Regions from separate parts of the Anser cygnoides genome. Here region 2 is linked to region 1. A link is a contact called in public Hi-C data. All regions are on one chromosome and are shown on one strand. Each heading gives the region's core, a stretch centred on a gene start, on an enhancer-like site or on the middle of the called end of the contact. The rest is flanking DNA. Distances are from core to core; before and after follow the strand shown.

Region 1 (6,121 bases), core at 707-3,206:
TAGGTAGTAGTTTGACTTCAATTGCCATTCAGTGATTTTTTATATCACTCACCTAATTTCTCGATCATGTATTGAAGATGAAAATGCAACATTCAGCGTAACTCCATAATTCCTCAATGACTGTTTTATTTCTTCCAAGCCACTTGTCTGTTGATTCCTCCCACTGCCCTGATAAAAGTAAAAATATTACACATTCTACTTTTGGTCACCTCTTCCTAAAATCCCCAACAAAACCTTTTTAGTAATACTTTAAATTCAAAGTCTCTTGGATGACAGTAGATTTGCATTTTTGCTGACAGGATAAGAAGCAGACAGATTACAGGCACACTTGCTACAGGATGTAGAGGAAGAGCTCGCCCTCAGCCCTTGAGAACTAAATATAGATTACTATTTGATATAGAATAAATGCAGAGATAGTTTGAAAGGTTTTAGCTCATCAAAGCATCTAAAATGATAGCTATATAAGCTGTTTGAAAAGGAAAAAAATTGACACTGTTTTTGATGACATCTTCCACAACAAAATTTTCACAAAAAGTATCTTTTTCATTTAAGATCTGTCTTACCGAGAATGTTAGACTTATCAAAGAACTCTGAATGTATGAAATTATTTATATTCGACTATCACATTTCATTTTTCTCTTAATCTTGTGTTTTCTGCATCAAAGGCATCAAAGCCTTTCTCTAACAAGTATGTGTAAGTAAGAATAAGTTTATATTTCAGTTTTATATATATATACACATGTTGCATGTGTTTGTGTGGTGTCACCTGAGAACGGGGAAAAAGAAACCCAGATCTATGCACTTACTTCATCATAGGAAGTGAGGAGGTGAATAGTTTTCACTTTGCATGGCCCCTTAACCAGCATCTCACAGAACCGTAGGAAGTTATACAGCTGTAAAAGTTTTGTTTAATTTAGTAACTTGGATTTTTTTAGCTATTACATGCATATGCTATGCTGAATATCCACTTGCCTGATGAACGTGCCTAATGTACGGGTCCTCCACCCAAACTTCAGAAACAATCTCAGTCAGATACTCTTGGAAAAGCTTTTCATAGCTGTAACCTGTTGCATTTTCCTCTATCCTGATTTGCTTATGGTATTTGCCATCTGAAAAAAAAAAAAATATATATATATATATATATATCTTTTTTCAGTAAAGACCCCGGCAGAATTCCGATGTCAACCACCTTGCCCACGTTATGACAGACATTTAAAGACAAACGGGTCAGTCGCAGCTCCCCACCTTGTTTCTCTTTCTCAATGTGCTTTTTAATGTCTTCAGCCCTGGTCATGTACTCAGATATCTTCTGCCGGTAACGCTGCTTTTTTGCCTCATCCTTTGTGCCTGCAAAGCCAAACCGCACGGGTCAGTTCTCTCCAGACCTCGGCCACCCGGGCACCGGCTCCTCCCGGCGCCGCTTCGTCCCCTGAAGCGACGGGGGACGGGGATGGGGACCGGGATGGGGACGGGGACAGGGATGGGGATGGGGACGAGGACTGGGACCGGGATGGGGACAAGGACCGGGACGGGGACCGGCCCTGGGAGCACACACCGATCGCGTCTCCTCAGGACCACGGCGGCTGGCGGTCCCTGAGGGAGGGCGCGGGGAAGGGGGTTTCGCAGCCCCCCCGTACGGCTTTACTCGCAGCCCTCGCCCGGTACCTTTGACCACCTGCAGCAGCAGGTCGATGCCCTCCTGGTAGCACACCAGCGACTCCTGGAAACGAGACGCCAGGTCCAGCTCCACCGCCCGCTTCACCGTCTCCGCCCCGGCCCGCTCCAGCGCCGCGGTGCCATCGCCCCCCGCCCGCGACATGGGCACCGCGGAGGCGACCGGGAGGGGACGGGGACGGGGACCGGGTGGGGCACGGCGACCGGCTGCCGGGGAAATGGAAACTGAGGCGGGGGAATGGGCTGTGCCTCACCCTTGTCCTTCCCCCGCCTCGGAACTCGAGCGCGGCGGTGGCGGTGCCCGGCCGGGGAACAGCGCCGCGAAATGGCGGCCACGGCGGGGCGCGGCGGCGTGGGGCTAGGAGCTGTGTGGAAGGTGGCCGGGGGGTCCCGGGGGTCCTGGGGGGCTGTGGGGGCCGGTCGGGGTCTCTGCTGGCCGGGAAAGTACCTCAGTGCCGGGGTACTCTCTTCGCCGTCAGCCGCCGCGAGATGTAGTAAATGCAGGCTGTGTGCTCGCCGAATGTGAATTCAAGCGGCTGCGCAATCTGCTGGCGGGCGTTCAGGGCTGTAAGGCCACGAATGACATTATTTATTTGTTTGTTTTTTAGGTGCTGGGGAAGAGGACCGAGGGGGTAGCGCCCGCAGTCTGGGCCCGTCAGATGTTCACCAGGTCGAGAATTCCCAAGGAGGTACGCGCTGCCGTAGTTGAGGACACTGAGAAGAGACATCAGCCTGCTTAATTTGGGGCTTAATTCTGTGCTGTGGCAGATTTCTGGAGATGTGGGTAAATGACTCTAAAGCCAAAGAGACTGCAAGCTGGGCTTAATTTGTATCGTAGCTTACCTTTTGTAAGATGCCATTTAGTTTCACTTTTCGTAAAATCATTCGTAAAGCCTGTGGAAAAACTCACCGTTCATAGGCTGAACAGAGGTCCTTGTGAGATACATACGGATGAAGTGCTGTTGTGGGGAGCTGGGGGTTGGCATCTTCTCACAGGTAACTGGGGATGGGACTAGAGGGAATGGCCTCAAGTTGCACCAGGGGAGGTTTAGATTGGAGATTAGGAGACATTTCTTCACAGAAAGAGCAGTCAGGCATTGGGACGGGTTGCCCAGGGAGGTGGTGGGGTCACCGTCCCTGGGGGTGTTCAAGGAAAGGTTGGACCTGGTGCTTAGGGACATGGTTTAGTGGGTGACATTGGTGGTAGGGGGATGGTTGGACCAGATGATCTTGGAGGTCTTTTCCAACCTTAATGATTCTATGGTTCTGTGTATCTCCATGCAGTCGTATGGCTTAACTTCAGAGTCAATGCATTAATCTTCAAACCATTATAAAAATACGTTTGGTAATGTTATAAAGCTAAATTTGAGGTCTTGGTGCATTTACCTTCTGAAAAGAAATGTAATCGGAGATGTTAGATATTTACCAATGCTGAAGAGAGTTATTTTGTTAAGTGTAATAATAATTCACGTGTTTAGAAAAACAATCAGTGACACTTCTATTCTAGGTATTTCAACCACGGCCTGAAGATCATGAAAAGTATGGAGGCGACCCTGAGCAGCCCCACAAAATCCATGTTGTTACTAGAATAAAAAGTGTAATCGGTCGCCCATATTGGGAAAAGATGATAATACATAATCTTGGACTGGATAAGGTATTGTGGTGATGGTTGTAGTTCATACTTATTATGCACATCAAATATGTAGAGAAACAGGGTAGAATTCAGGCGTCAGTTTTTCTTGCATGTTTGCTCGTTTTTAAGGACTTCAGTTTTTACAGTCACTAAATTTCAGTTTCTTTACAGCTACTATAAAGTACAACTGAGCAATGGATTATGTATGTAAGAGCTGAGAGGAACACTAATGGAAAATATCCATTTATTGGGAATTCAGATTACATGTGTATGGTATTGCTGTTGTGCTTGAGGAGAACTTTACCTTAAGAATAATGCTTAAATAAAAACAGATTTGTAAATACTCAGAACTCAGCTTTCTTTGGGTGATACTAATTAGTTATTGCAAGCAGGCAAATAGGCCTCATTTATTACTGAAAAGACTTTCAAATCTAAAAGGTATGATGAATTTTCAAATAAACTCCAAAAGTTTGTGTCAATTTGTTTTTCCAGTTTTTCATAGGCCAAATTGCACACTGTGCAAAGATTCATCTAGTCAATGTTATATTACGGAGGAAAAAAGTGTTTGATCAATTTAAGGCCTAAGTGAATCAAGTCTCACCTGTAAACTACTGTATTTACATTTACAGGTATTTTGAACAGTTGGAAGAAATTTGTATTAATAATGTGATGGGAATAAAGCTGGAATTGTCATTTTGCTGGAATCAAGAATTTGAGTATTGATTTCATATTTTTTGTATTATCGGAATACATGAGTTTTATTTCTCTAGGTCTAAATATGCATATGTGGTTTATATCTTTACTGATAGTGTGGAAAGTTCAGTGAACAGAGGTTTGTGCTTTAGAAGTGTATTTTTAAAACCTATGCTCTCCTTTATAGGCACATCAACCAAGACTGCACAAAAATATCCCTTCTGTGAATTCCAAACTGAAAGTTGTTAAACATCTGATAAGGTTTGTTAGCTACTTATTTTATTTGGAATACTTAATATAACTCCATTCTAGTCGTAGAACCTTACTAAGCAGACTCTTCTGCCTTTAGGATACAGCCGCTGAAACTACCTTACGGGTTGCCAACAGAAGAGGAAATGTCAGACACCTTTCTTACGAGCAAGGGAGAACTTATCATTAGAAGTCGTCTGAAACCTGTGGAGCAGAAAGAAATTAAGTCATAAGGTGTGCTGGTTGCATTTATGTTCTCTAAAATAAATAATTTAACTCCTGTGTTAAGTGTCCGTGTATGAAATGGAAGCTTAATTCTTACCACGTCTGGTACAAGTGGCAGAGATGACGCTGATGATTAAAAGATTTGTGGAAGGGTTACATGTGCACAAATATAAAATTCAGTGTTGCTAACGTTTGCCTGAAATACTAGATGGCTGGGGTTTTTACTTCATGTTTAAACATTTTGGTTAGATTATTGCAGTTTATGGCCAGCTTTTAGAGACCTTTATAAACAAGGTTAGATAAGCAGGAAAGTAAGCAGACTAGATATAAGTAATGATGGTTAGTGCATTTCTCAGCTAATAGTAAAGGTTTACAACAAAGGTGCATGACTCTACCTTTACTGTGCTAAGAAAAGAACAGGAATTGAAATGGCTTCTGTTCAAAAGTTATTTGAGAACTGACTGGATATCCATTGACAGCTTAATTTATTGAGTCAGGCTTTGTCATTCAAATATCAAACTTGTTTCTTAGCAGACAGTCTCATCTGGCTTCACATGTATCTTAAAATAGGGACCTGAACTCCCCATTTGGGAGTGACAGAAGGAGTGATTCACATCTTGTTAGGTTGTACAGTTTGTCTTTCAGGAAACATGCTGTGTCACTGCATACGTATTTCTTGATTCTGAGTGTTTAGTAATAATAGCCTAAGAGCTGTAGTCTATGTGAAAGTTAATGCTTTTCTCATGCTAATATTGCAGACTTAAGAAATCTGGAGACCTTAAAGCATATTTGTTTGATTTAGGTTAGTAATTATGAGCTCCAAACATAAAAAATAACACCTTTCATGGGATTATCTTGAATAGTGCAATGATTTACAGACTATTTCTATTTACAGTTTAAGAATTGTGGCTAAAATTAGGAAGCTGTTGCTCTATCAAATGATAAAGTAATTTTCATGCCAGCAAGCATAAATTCCATAGTTTACCGTGCTGTGAGCCTCTCCCACACTAGAGGCACTGTAGAGGAGTTAATCTTAATGACTGTATGTTGTGAGAAGATCAGAGGGATACAAGTGGCTGAAAACGAATGTTTATCCTTTCTGCATGCTTGCAGAGAAGAGTAAAAACCAGTAGGAGTTCAAAGGAATAGGCGTATCAGTAGAGGGACATAAAAGCTAGAGATACTGTGTGCAGGAGAAGGACAGAGGATAGGCGCAGTAGTACACTGAAGAGTGCAATGGCTGCTGCAGACAGGCCAAAGGCAGAAATGCAAAATTGAGCCAAAAAAAATCAATTTTTCAAGGAATTACGGGCTGCAGTCAGAAGGACGCAAAAAAGACTGATGTCAGTCCAAAGGATATAGAGTAGCAAGGAAAAAATGAGGCAGATAAATGAATGTTGGTTTTCTTGCTTCCCTCCTTCCTTTCAGTATCTGCACAGCATCTTGTGCTGCAGTGTACCTACAGTCCGTGTGGTGGTTTCCGTGTTCCCACAGAGAGATACTCAGTAAAGCTGAAATTTCAGCCCTGAAGAAGGACATGTAGTGCATCCAAAGTACTGAGCATGCTTAAAAGAGATGGCACAAGTACTGGCACCCAGGAAAGCAGGCACATAGTCTGCTCACATTGCTGTTGAGGGACAGCAGGTA
Region 2 (6,172 bases), core at 1,279-3,778, 140 kb after region 1:
GACTCTTAAAAAAAAGAGACATTTCCACAATCATACTGCATGAACCGTGTCTGAGAATTCCTTGCCTGTTCCTCATGCTCTTTTGCACCCAGTTAGATTTGCTCTCTTTCCTTTCAACATTCTTTATAACTACCTGGACGTTCCCGTTTCTATTTGCTTCCACTTTTTCCTCCTTTTGCTATACTTTGTAAACACATGGCACTGTCACCAAACTTATCTACACTGTATTCTTGGGGGAGGGTTTCAGCATTTGGGTATTTAGCTCCCTTGCTACATCTGTACCAGACAAACGCACTCTTAAGAGCCGACAGAGATCTCAGAGATAATATACTCCTTTAATTAAAGCAGAAAGATGTTCAATAAAAAAATCATTCTTCATAACGTAAACAATAGCTTACAGATTAAATGGGGGAAAGCACATGGCAGGGTCAGGTAAGCTATTCTCTTCCTACTTGTCCTGAACAACTAATTCATTAAAAAGTCTGTAATCACATTTTTCCTATGTACTCAAAACCAGGTTTTGTATTAAGAGTCTCTTCTTTTTTTTTTTTTTTTAAAATCTCCCTAGTAGCTGAAATGGATGGTAGCAAGATTGAAAATTTGCCATGAAGCTTCCTTAAGACAGACATCCAGGTCAAGGGATGAGAAAAGATCGAGCAAACTCAGCACCCACTTACGAGACGCTGGCTGCACCACACCAGGCTATGGCTAAGTAAGAGGATGAACACCATCCAGAAAGACAGACTGGCGATACACTTCGAAGGCCAATTCCTGAATAACGCACTGAAGACATTTACTGTGCACAAAAATACACACATGGAGTTTACTACATTGGCCTGAAATATGGTGTGGGTTTTTTTTTCCCGTATACTACTACAGTTTTACTTTAAAAATAATCTATCTCCAAGTAGTTAAACAGCAATAAGTCACAAGGCAGGTGTCTGCACTGAGCCTCTACTAACTGTCCTAGCAGTGACCTCCAGTCTGACAGCTTGGGATTATTTACCAACAGGGACTTGGTGCACCGTCCAGTGGAAGAATTGGGCTGAGTGAAAGACAAATATGGTGGGGATGGGCAGCGACTACACACTTGAGACAAGATGGCAAAGAAAGAATTTGTCAGACATCTGGATTTCTGCGTTAAATATCTTAATAAAACTGGGCTGCTTCACAAACGTATTTTGGCTGTAACCTTTTCATTAGGTGTTGTTGTTGCTCCGATAAGACTGTTTTAAACTGTTGCCTAATTGCTATTAGATGTAAGAGGTTATAGTTAAAATTCAGCTCATGTAATTGCAATCTGCTGGGTTTGCTTCTTTGCATTGCACTATCAAATTTGAGATTGGACCTAGACTTTAAATCAAGATCCGTAATAAACATCAACTCTTCTTTTCAGGGAGAAAAATCTCTAATTAACACAAATGGAGCATTTGCAGGCCTTGCCTTTCCGAAGGCTGACATTAACCGTAAAGCACGGGGGATAATGGAACATTGCAGCACGCACCACAGCTTTCCTACCTCCCCAAAAAAAAAATAATAAATAATCGCGTGCTCGCGCTATCACCCTCCCCTCCGTTCTCAAGGTTTACATGCCATCCCCGCGCACCTCCCATCAGGGGCCTTTTGCTGGGTCAGGCCGGCGCTGGCTACGTAGCAAAACACAGCAGCAGCAGCAGGCGGGGAAGGAGGGGGGGGGGGGGGGGGGAAGAGGCGAGCCCTCCGTGCCCCTTCCTCCCCCCTCACCCACCAGCCACCCTCGCTCAGCACAGGCGACTCGCAGCCAACGCGGGGCGCAAAATCCGCAGCCGGCTGCGGGGGGAGGAGAGGGCGGCGGGGCTGCGACAGGGCTCGGGCTTTTCCCCCCCCCCAAACCACACACCTTATCCCCGCGTCCCCTCCCCTATTTCCCCGCAGTGACCCCTCGCTGCCGACCCCCCCAACACCCCCCCCCCCACGGGTACCCATGCAGGTGCCGGCGGGGGAGGGGCACCTGCGGCCCCCCAAACCTCACCCTCCCCCCTCAAGCCCTAACACCCCCCCTCAGCCCTCCCCCACCCCCTCCCCTCCCTCTCCCCTCCCCCCCCACGCCCGCCTCCCCGCCGAAGGCCCCCGCCGGCGGTTACATAACACCGCCCCCCCCCACCCCCCTTCCTCCTCCTCCTCCTCCTCAGGCCCAGGCCGCAGGGAGGGGCCGAGGCAGGGCAGGGGCCCCGCAGCTCCCCCCCCAATTTCCCCCCCCCCCCCCCCCCACGGCTCTTTTCCTCTTAGGCCAACCGCCATGGGGGCCTCGCCATGACGGGGGGGGGGGGAGAGGGAAGGAAGCAAGGAGCCCGCAGCACCGCACCGCCGCTCACCTTCCGCCGCCTCCCAGCCGCGCGTTGCCGGCCGGGGCTTCACATGGCGGCTCCCCCCGGTAACGGCCGCCAGCCTTCCTCCTCCTCCTCCTCCTCCTCCTCCTCCTCCTCCTCCTCTTCCCCCCGCCCTTCCTGCGAGCGCGTCACGGGAGAGCCTCGCGCCACCAACGGCCGCCCGCCGGGCACGTGACGCGGGGCGGGGCGGGACGGGCGCGCGCGGCTCCCGCTCCCCTCCCCTCCCCCCCTCCCCTCCCCGCCCGCCCGCCCGCTGCGGGATGGCCGCGGGGCGGCGGCGCCCCCTGGCGGGGCGCTGAGGGGAGCCCCGTGAGGGGAAGCGAGACGTGCCCGTAGGAAGGCAGGCCTCGTTAGTCCTGCTGCTAACGGGAAACTCGGGCCGTGGTTGAGTTCGCTTTATACAGAGAAAATGGCCCCAGTCCCACAAATCCACACTGATAGAACCCCACTCGTGCTGGCCAAAACCCCAGTTTGCCCATCAGTCCTCCCACACAGGTTCAGTTTCAGTAATAAGATACATGCCTCTCTGTAAGAGAAGCCCTTATCCATAACCTTCTTTCCTCCACTTGTATTGTCAGAGCACAGAAACGGTTGTCCCATGCTTTAGAAAAAAGTTTCCAAGTGTTTCCCTGCCCTGCGCTGTGTGAGGGAGCCAAGAGCGTTAGGACTGGCCAGGCTTTTCCCCACACCCAATTCATACTTGTCAAAGTATCCAGGCAGGATAAGGAACAGTCAAGTTCGTGAAGTTCATGTCTACTGAAGTCTGGTGACCCTCAGCTATTTTAGCCAGGGCGTGGTTTCTTCATTTCACTTAGAAAAATGTTCAAGGGAAACCTCCTAGCACCTTCATGAGAAAAAAACAAAACCAAAACCATTTGTTTTTTACTCAAGTTCATGAAGTTCATGTCTACTGAAGTCTGGTGACCCTCAGCTATTTTAGCCAGGGCGTGGTTTCTTCATTTCACACAGAAAATGTTCAAGGGAAACCTCCTAGCACCTTCATGAGAAAAAATAAATAAATCGGTTTTTACTCAGAATTTTAATGAAACCCATATTCAAAAGGTGGGTGTTCCCTGCCAGGTAGAAGTGCTAACCAGAGTTTAGACCAGCCTTAAACTCTCAAATTCCGGAGACGTTGTGGCTGTCAGCTTTCTCTCTAATTTAGATCAGAAATTGCATTATTTACCTGAAACAACATGTTTGCAAGACACTGTTCAGAAAAAGGTACATTATCTAAAGCATATCCACTTCACTGGGCCAACATTTTCCACCTTTGCTGAGAAATGCCTCTACCAAGCTTAGTCCTTGCCAGTCTGGAGCAAACCAACTGTTACCCGTGCTGCGTGAGTGGATGTGTGCGTTTTTGTTTCCTTCCAGAGCAATTTCTCTAGGGGGCAGTTGTGGAGCAGAAAGGCAGAAAGACAAGTGGAGCGGGGATTAATTTAGGTTGGCAAGAACAGCTTTAAAATGGTTAGTCAACGATTATATTTTATTTTTTAAATAGAAGCTGGCATATAAGCAAATTATAAGAGGAACCAACAATTATTTAGGGAGGCATGTGGGGACGACTGTTTTGTTTCGTGAAGTAAAGCTAGGTTAAGAGGTAACAGTGAAAAAGGGTGAAGTAACCATACAATACTTTCAGCAAAGATTACATATAACTAGCTAAAATAAGTAAAAGGGAAAGGAATTACTGTTAAAGAGAGGATGAAAGTATAAAAATTTAGGTAAAGGGGCAAATATTAACAGGAATTATTTACTTCTGTGTCTTGTAAAGCCTTCATTTTGCACTTCATCTGCACTGGCAGGCTTCTAAGCTGACATAGACAAATCTTAGGTTATAGTAGGCAGATCAGGAACCGGGGCATATGCTTACTCATTGTGTAAATATTTACAGGGTAAAGCCCAGCTTAAAGCATGTTGACTTCAGAAAAATAATTCTTGCTATCTTCACCAAGTTTGGAATCAAATCTGGGGCTGGGGAGAGAGAGGCAACATATGTACAGGCCTCAGTTCAATGGGACTGTGGTCTTGGAGCATCTCAGTGGGGTCAGTGTGACTGGTAAGCAGCTTGTCCATATAAATCCTACTGTCTGAGTCAAATTCTGCTCCCACCAACAAAAAACAAATAATTTCAATCAATCCAGCACGAGGGAATTTCAGGTGAAGTATGAGAGGCTTCGTGTCATGCTTCTTGCAGCCTGATAAGGGAGACACGACCTAGCAGTGGCTGCAGATGCTGTGAGCTTTGAAGGTTGTTGTCATAAATACAGGATAACTCTGGGCCTCCTTGTGCCAGGAAGGGCATGTAGAGCCACCAGCTGAAGGTCTGTCCTCACGTTGATACTTCTGTGTGTTCCTTTGATTGGTCTTGGGCCATCATAATACACGTAAATACGAGGGCCAACAGGGACTCAATCCACTGCTATGCCACAGGCGGAGGAATAGGAATAACTTAACATTGGCCATGTTTTTTGTGTTTTTCACAATTCCTGTTGTGCTGGTCTGTAGTTAGCTATGTTCCAGAGGAAAAGGACTGGCAATTACTTGGCCCTGCTAGAGCCACGGTGATCATCCGGTAACAGAAGGCTCACCATCCTCATACCAGCTCCAGAAGCTAAGTAAGGTGAAGTCGACTGACTACCAGTTACTGCTCTCTACTTTTCCATAAGTCACTGTCCTGCAGCTTCTGCAGCTCTTACTCCGTGCCAGCAGCCCCTGGAAGACCGACAACCCACTGGGAACAGCTGCAAGGCGGCAGACAGCACCCCGTTTCCTTGTCATGCACTATGTGGTAGACCCACGGGGCGGTCTGGGTTGGAAGGGTCCTACGTCTGCCTCACTTGGACACCGTCTAACAGGGAGGTGAGGGCACGACGAAGGCACCCTCCCCACCCAGCTTTGCCCTCGCAACCCGCTGCTGACACCCCGTGGAGCCGGGCCGGGGCTGCAGGCAGCTGCTGCGCTGCCTCTGGTGGTGATCCGCAGGGTCGCCTTAGGCTGCACCGGTGGAAACACCCCCCCGGCCCCCGAGGAGAAGCTGAGGACGTGCGCATCGGCGGTTTCCTGCGTCTAGGTAATTATGAATGACGGAGGCTCACTTCACAGCTCCTGCAATGCTGTAGTAACACAGCCTTGCTGTAGCGATGCCTTAAATATTGACTTGTAAAAAGCTGCAGGATTATTGCAGTAGTTTCCTGACCAAGCACTATTGTTTCATGGTAACCGGTGAAAAATGCTGTTGTAAAAATCTAATCTGCAGCATTTAGTTCTAGCATTAATGTGTTACATAAGGCCTATCGCTACGTACACATACATCTTAGCCATGATGCCAATTTTCTCTAGCCCCTAAAACACAATGCAGTCAGATATTTTTAGAAGGAATATGTTTTATTATAACCACAATTAATCAGTTCTGCTAGGCAGAGCTACTCTTGCTCTTTCAAGAGTGAAAGAAGCTAGGAAAGATTTCTAGCCAGGGATGGAAATCCCTGTCTTTCTTGCATGGTTTTTAAATAACACAGGAAGAAAAAAAAAGAAAAAAAAAAGGAAAAAAAAAAAAAGAAAAAGAAACCTCTGCAGGATAATCTACACTAGCAAACAATCTGTTTTTGTTGTTCTTTTTTTTTTTTTTTTTTTTTTTTTTTTTTCTGAGCATGTTACTAAGAGCAGTTGTGAAAGGCTAAAGCAGCACAAGATGAAAACTCACAGAGAGACCAGCAGTCTGCATTGAGGTCTGGCATTAGGGAAAATGCCTGTGGGGCTCTGGACAGAAGGCACTCTTAAGACAATGACAAAGGCCT

Evidence for each region. A called contact is a pair of places that touch in the nucleus more often than the background predicts.
Region 2: a Hi-C map of liver shows a contact between it and region 1, with 2.3 times the contacts expected there. The contact joins the promoter of REV1 here to the promoter of MITD1 in region 1. A contact is called at or near these places in 2 of 7 Hi-C or Micro-C datasets (granulosa cells and liver).

Annotation. Positions count from the first base shown.
Region 1 is chr1:142,134,963-142,141,083 of Taihu_goose_T2T_genome, forward strand. MITD1 (microtubule interacting and trafficking domain containing 1) reads right to left here and starts at 1,957. Exons shown (of 7, transcript XM_013180634.3): 1 at 1,666-1,957; 2 at 1,246-1,347; 3 at 973-1,109; 4 at 807-893; 5 at 53-168. The coding sequence starts at 1,819. It overlaps MRPL30 (mitochondrial ribosomal protein L30), which reads left to right and starts at 1,913. Exons shown (of 5, transcript XM_066983968.1): 1 at 1,913-2,050; 2 at 2,283-2,363; 3 at 3,182-3,328; 4 at 4,188-4,261; 5 at 4,350-4,531. The coding sequence starts at 1,913. The coding sequence ends at 4,482.
Region 2 is chr1:142,279,082-142,285,253 of Taihu_goose_T2T_genome, forward strand. It overlaps REV1 (REV1 DNA directed polymerase), which reads right to left and starts at 2,529. Exons shown (of 24, transcript XM_066984023.1): 1 at 2,355-2,529.